Regions from separate parts of the Macaca mulatta genome. Here region 1 is linked to region 2. A link is a contact called in public Hi-C data. All regions are on one chromosome and are shown on one strand. The core of a region is the stretch at or near the end of the contact, and the rest is flanking DNA. Distances in the headings are between cores, read along the strand shown. Region 1 has its middle 61 kb from the start of CLMP. Region 2 overlaps CLMP (CXADR like membrane protein).

Evidence for each region. Hi-C and Micro-C count contacts between places; a contact is called where the count stands out from the background.
Region 1: a contact with region 2 is called in a Hi-C map of fetal cortex germinal zone, with 2.7 times the contacts expected there. The contact joins two enhancer-like sites. A contact is called at or near these places in 8 of 14 Hi-C or Micro-C datasets (CD4 T cells, blood, cortical neurons and 4 more).

The regions. Positions count from the first base shown.
Region 1 is chr14:123,859,728-123,862,427 of T2T-MMU8v2.0, forward strand. No RefSeq gene overlaps it. Among named protein-coding and RNA genes, the nearest start is that of CLMP, 61 kb to the left of the region's middle. Within about 2 kb of position 1,409, at least 4 of the 40 cell types and tissues checked have an H3K27ac peak or open chromatin away from gene starts, as enhancers often do. A contact at or near this core is called in fetal cortex germinal zone, where this site is marked.
Region 2 is chr14:123,706,141-123,708,860 of T2T-MMU8v2.0, forward strand. All of the region lies in intron 1 of CLMP (CXADR like membrane protein), which reads right to left. Among named protein-coding and RNA genes, the nearest start is that of HSPA8, 41 kb to the left of the region's middle. Within about 2 kb of position 1,256, at least 12 of the 40 cell types and tissues checked have an H3K27ac peak or open chromatin away from gene starts, as enhancers often do. A contact at or near this core is called in fetal cortex germinal zone, where this site is marked.

The DNA of each region.
Region 1 (2,700 bases), core at 159-2,658, 150 kb after region 2:
CCAGACTCAGGAGTAGCTGGGTCTATAGGAATGCACCACCCCACCTGGCTAAGTTTTAAATTTTTTTGTAGAGATAGGGTCTTGCTGTGTTGACCAGGCTGGTCTCAAACTTTTTGGCTTCAAGCAACCCTCCCACCTTGGCCTCTCAAAGCGCTGGGATTACAGGTGTGAGCCACCACGCTGCGGGGGCTTTGGTCTGTTTCTGCCTAACAATTCTGCATTGCCTATGTGTGGCAAGGGAAAATAATGATAATTGGTGAGGTGTGTCTGGGAACGTGAGGATGGGAATGCAGGCCAAGGGCATGGGCAGAGCTTTCTGGACAGATGAAATTAAGCTGAGTGGGTGCCTGTGAATGTGTTGCAGGCAGAATGGTATGGTTGGTAAAGGCAACCCAAGGATTTGGAAATGAAGACTTGTTTGAGACCCAGGTCTGCCACTTAATAGCTATGTGGCTTGGCAAGTGATTTAAGCTCTCTTCCTCGGTTATTTGATCTGTTAAATGGAGACATAACTATTTGACTACGTTGTTATGAAGATTAAACAAGTCCCCATATCGGAAAGTACCAAGTAGTGATTGTCTCAAATATGGAAACTTCACTCTGGTGGTTCCTGCCCCTTCCATCTAGATCCTCAATCTCTTTTCATATCTGTCTTTTCCTCTAAACAATGATTTTTTTTTTTTTTTTTTGAGACGAAGTCTTACTCTGTTACCCAGGCTAGAATGCAGTGGTGCAATCTTGGCTCACTGCAACCTCTGCCTCTGGGTTCAAGTGATTCTTCTGCCTCAGCCTCCTGAGTAGCTAGAATTACAGGCACCCGCCACCACGCCCAGCTAATTTTTGTATTTTTAGTACAGACGGGGTTTCACCATGTGGGCCAGGCTGATCTCAAACTCCTGACCTCAAGTGATCCGCCTGCCTCAGCCTCCCAAAGCGCTGGGATTACAGGCGTGAGCCCCCGTGCCTGGCCTCCCCTGTTCTTTGACTTTGACCCTTGTTCTGGCCCAGGCAGGTCTGAGTCTGTGGGTAAAGCTCCAGCTAGATACAGATTTATTCAGGGAATTGGAAGGCAGAGAAAACAGTTGGTGGGAGATGGGCCATCAGTGGCTTTAGCTTAAAGGGGTTAAGGAGAGCAAAAGCCACCAATGTTCCTGTCTCTGCCAAATATCTCTCAGGAAAGTGGTGAATTCTTGCTTGAGTCTCAAATTTTGTACTAATGAGAGGGGCCTGTTTTACCCAGAGTTATATAACCTCTGCTTTTTATCCTGGTATTATTCACTTCCAAGTCTGTCACTACCACAGGACTTTTGGCTGAAAACTATCAAAGAAACCATGATGGATTAGGACCTATTGGGTGAAGGGTGTGAGCGTTGTGTGTGGGGCTTGGCAGAGGAGAACACAGGGCCTCGGGCTGGCTGTCGTTGCCATGACAACTGCAGGAACTCTTACTCCACCCATTTGAAATGTCCTGACTCTTGGAATGAAAGGCAGTTAATTGAAGGGTTTCACCTAACATCTGCGCAATTGCAGTGGTTATCTGAGCAAGTTGGAAGGGAGTCAAAATGAGGTCTCAGAGGAACTTAGGCCTGAGACATCTCAGAATATGCATTTTCTAGTGGATTTGAGTGAGAGGATAGAAAGACTGGGGGTGGGAGTGCCTTCGGAGGGTACAAAGTGATAAAAGGGATCACTTCAGATCAAGAGTTTGAGACCAGCCTGGCCAACGTGACAAAACTCCATCTCTACTAAAAATACACACACAAAGAAATTAGCAGGGCATGGTGGTGTGTGCTTGTAATCCCAGCTAGCTGGGAGGCAGAGGTTGCAGTGAGCTGAGATCGTGCCACTGCACTCCAGCCTGGGCAACAGAGAGCCAGACTCTGTCTCCAAAAAACAAAACAAAAAAAAAAAAACTAAGGGCAGGAGAGCAGAGATTGGATGTGAGAAATAGCTTTACGAGGCAGAAGGAGCTGAACTTGTTAATGAATTGGAAGTATGGGGTAAGGCGAGAGTGACCAGATTTCCCATTAGGGCAGCAGCATGCATCGTGGCCTCCATGAAGTTCCCACTAAGATTGGGAAGTGATCCGCATTCCCACAGGAGAGAAGCAGGCTGGGGAAGATGGAAGAGGATCTCCACTTTGCACAGGCTGAGGTCTCAGTGCAAAACCTGGGCACAAAGCCACCCATTTCAATTCTGCTTTTTCATGTTGAACTGAAGAGAGTCATCCTCCTAGTCCCCATCCTGGCTCACAAGAGGAATCGAACTGAAATGAAGGGGGAAACGATTTTATTCATCAGAGTCTCATAATGTTGAAAAATCTCTAGTCTGATCACGAGGCCTCTCCATCTAAATCGACAGCAGGGTTAAATTCATCCCTGTGAGCTGGCCTGCCCAGAGGCCCTGGAAAGAAACATCAACCACTGGCTGGGCCTGGTGGCTCACGCCTGTAATCCCAGCACTTTGGGAGGCCGAGGCTGGCGGATCACCTGAGGTCAGGAGTTCGAGACCAGCCTGACCAACATGGAGAAATCCTGTCTCTACTAAAAATACAAAATTAGCCAGGTGTGGTGGCACATGCCTGTAATCCCAGCTACTGGGGAGGCTGAGGCAGGAGAATCGTTAGAACCTGGGAGGCGGAGCTTGCGGTGAGCCAAGATTGTGTCACTGCACTCCAGCCTGGGCGACAGAGGAAGACTC
Region 2 (2,720 bases), core at 6-2,505:
CTTTTCTTTTCTTTTCTTTTCTTTTGACAGAGTGTCTCTCTGTCGCCAGGCTGGAGTGCAGTGGCACGATTTTGGCTCAGTGCAGCCTCCGATTCCCTGGTTCAAGCGATTCTCCTGCCTCAGCCTCCCAAGTAACTAGGACTACAGGCACAAGCCATCACACGCAGCTAATTTTTGTATTTTTAGTAGAAACAGGGTTTTACCATGTTGGACAAGATGGTCTCAATCTCTTGACCTTGTGATATCTGCCCACTTCAGCCTCCCAAAGTGATGCGATTACAGGCGAGGGCCACCGTGCCCAGCCAGGTTTTTTTTTGTTTTTTTTTTTTTGTTTTTTTGAGACAGTCTTGCTCTGTCACCCAGGCTGGAGCGCAGTGGCGCAATCTCCTCTCACTGCAACCTCTGCCTCCCAGGTTCCAGTGATTCTCCTGCCTTAGCCTCCCAAGTAGCTAGGATTACTGGCATGTGCCAACGTGCCTTTTTTTTTTTTTTTTTTTTTTTGTATTTTTAGTAGAGACAGGATTTCACCATGTTGGTCAGGCTGGTCTCGAACTCTTGGCCTCAAGTGATCCAACAGCCTCAGCCTCCCAAAGTGCTGGAATTACAGGTGTGAGCTACCATGCCCAGCCTCCTCCTGCCCAGTTTTATGTGGCTTCCAGGATATCTGGTTCTCCCATTATCCTGTAAGCTCCTTGAGATCAAGTACCATTCATTACTGCCTTCCCATAGTACTCAGCCCAGGGTCTCACACTGCAAGTGTTCAATTAATATTTGTTGAATTTATTTGAGTGTAACCCACATGCTCATTTTTACCAATGAACAAACTAAGACCCAGGGGTAAAAGAGACAGCGCAAGGTCCTACAACTCGTTTAGTGGCAGAAATAATCCATATAATAACCCATCCTCCCAGAATTACAATAAAGCAGCTTTAGAACAGCTGGGAAATTCACTGGTTTGCACTATACTAAGCTAAGCTTTGTAAGAAGGAGCTTTGTAAGAACGAGCTCTGGCTTAACCCTGATCACTTTCCACTGGACACAAAAATGCTCAAATGAAACCAGTGCCCTACACTCCAGGCAGAGCTAGAGAACCCAGCACCAATTTAGTGCATACAATAGATACTTAAACATTCAATAACAAATGCCAAAAGCCAGCTACAAAAGTTGCCAATTTAAGCCACTAGAGGGAATCAAAGGCTCAGATTCGGTTGATGTCCCAAAAAGACCGGAACATTGTGGTGGGTGTGCTTTGACAGTCAGCCAAGTCCTATTTATACCATATCCAGAATTAAATACAGCAGTGCAGGGAGGAGCCCCTCGGTGAATACAAATGGCTTTATCAAGGCAGGGAGCCACGAGATCGGGGCGCATACACTTCTAGTCTTCCTTGAACTTCAGTTGGTTAGACTCCAGGAGGCCACTGCGATTTCTACAGATTTCTAAGGTCCTTCTCCTTCTGTCCTTTTCTTTCTTTCTTTCTTTCTTTCTTTCTTTCTTTCTTTCTTTCTTTCTTTCTTTCTTTCTTTCTTTCTTTCTTTCTTTCTTTCTTCCTTCCTTCCTTCCTTCCTTCCTTCCTTCCTTCCTTCCTTCCTTCCTTCCTTCCTTCCTTTCTTTCTTTCCTCCTTTCTTCCTTTCTTTCCTTTCTTTCCTTTCTTTCTTTCTTTCTTTTTCACATTAAATCTTTTACATTTTTTCACATTGCCCAAAGGATCTTCTGTACTTTTTTTTTTCTTTTTTTTTTTTTTTTTTGAGACGGAGTCTCACTCTGTCGCCGGGGCTGGAGTACAGTGGCCGGATCTCAGCTCACTGCAAGCTCCGCCTCCCGGGTTTACGTCATTCTCCTGCCTCAGCCTCCCGAGTAGCTGGGACTACAGGCGCCCGCCACCTCGCCCGGCTAGTTTTTTGTATTTTTTTAGTAGAGACGGGGTTTCACTGTGTTAGCCAGGATGGTCTCGATCTCCTGGCCTCGTAATCCGCCCGTCTCGGCCTCCCAAAGTGCTGGGATTACAGGCTTGAGCCACCGCGCCCGGCCTTTTTTTTCTTTTTTTAACCCACCTAAGCAGAGAGGGGCCTGGGTTCTCTCTCTTTTTTTTTTTTTTAAGACAGAGTCTCACTCTGTTGCCCAGGCTAGAGTGCAGTCGCGCAATCTCGGCTCACTGCAACCTCTGCCTCCCAGGTTCAACTGATTCTTGTGCCTCAGCCTCCTGAGTAGCGGGGATTATAGGCGTGCGCCACTATGCCTGGCTAATTTTTGTATTTTTAGTAGAGACAGGGTTTCACCGTGTTGACCAGGCTGGTTTCAAACTCCTGACCTCAGGTGATCAGCCCGCCTCAGCTCCTTAAGTGGGAGCTTTTGCATGCACCTCAGGCACTTATCAAAGGACCTCTGGGAGCTTGAGACAATTACCTTCTGGGCCTTAATGTTTCCATCTGCAAAATGGGAATTAAAGAAGACACTGAGGAAAGCAGCTAGCACCGTGAAAGCACATAGTAGTCTCCCACTAAAGTGTTAGTTCTCTTCCCCTGCTCATCTCTGCTAGAAGGGACTTTTTCTCAGATGACTGTTGCCTACAGTCAGTTAAGACTAAAGTTTTATCCTCTAAAAGGTATTTACATCTTCCTTCCTTCCTTCCTTCCTTCCTTCCTTCCTTCCTTCCTTCCTTCCTTCCTTCTTTCCTTCCTTCCTTCCTTCCCTCCCTCCCTCCCTCCCTCCTTCCTTT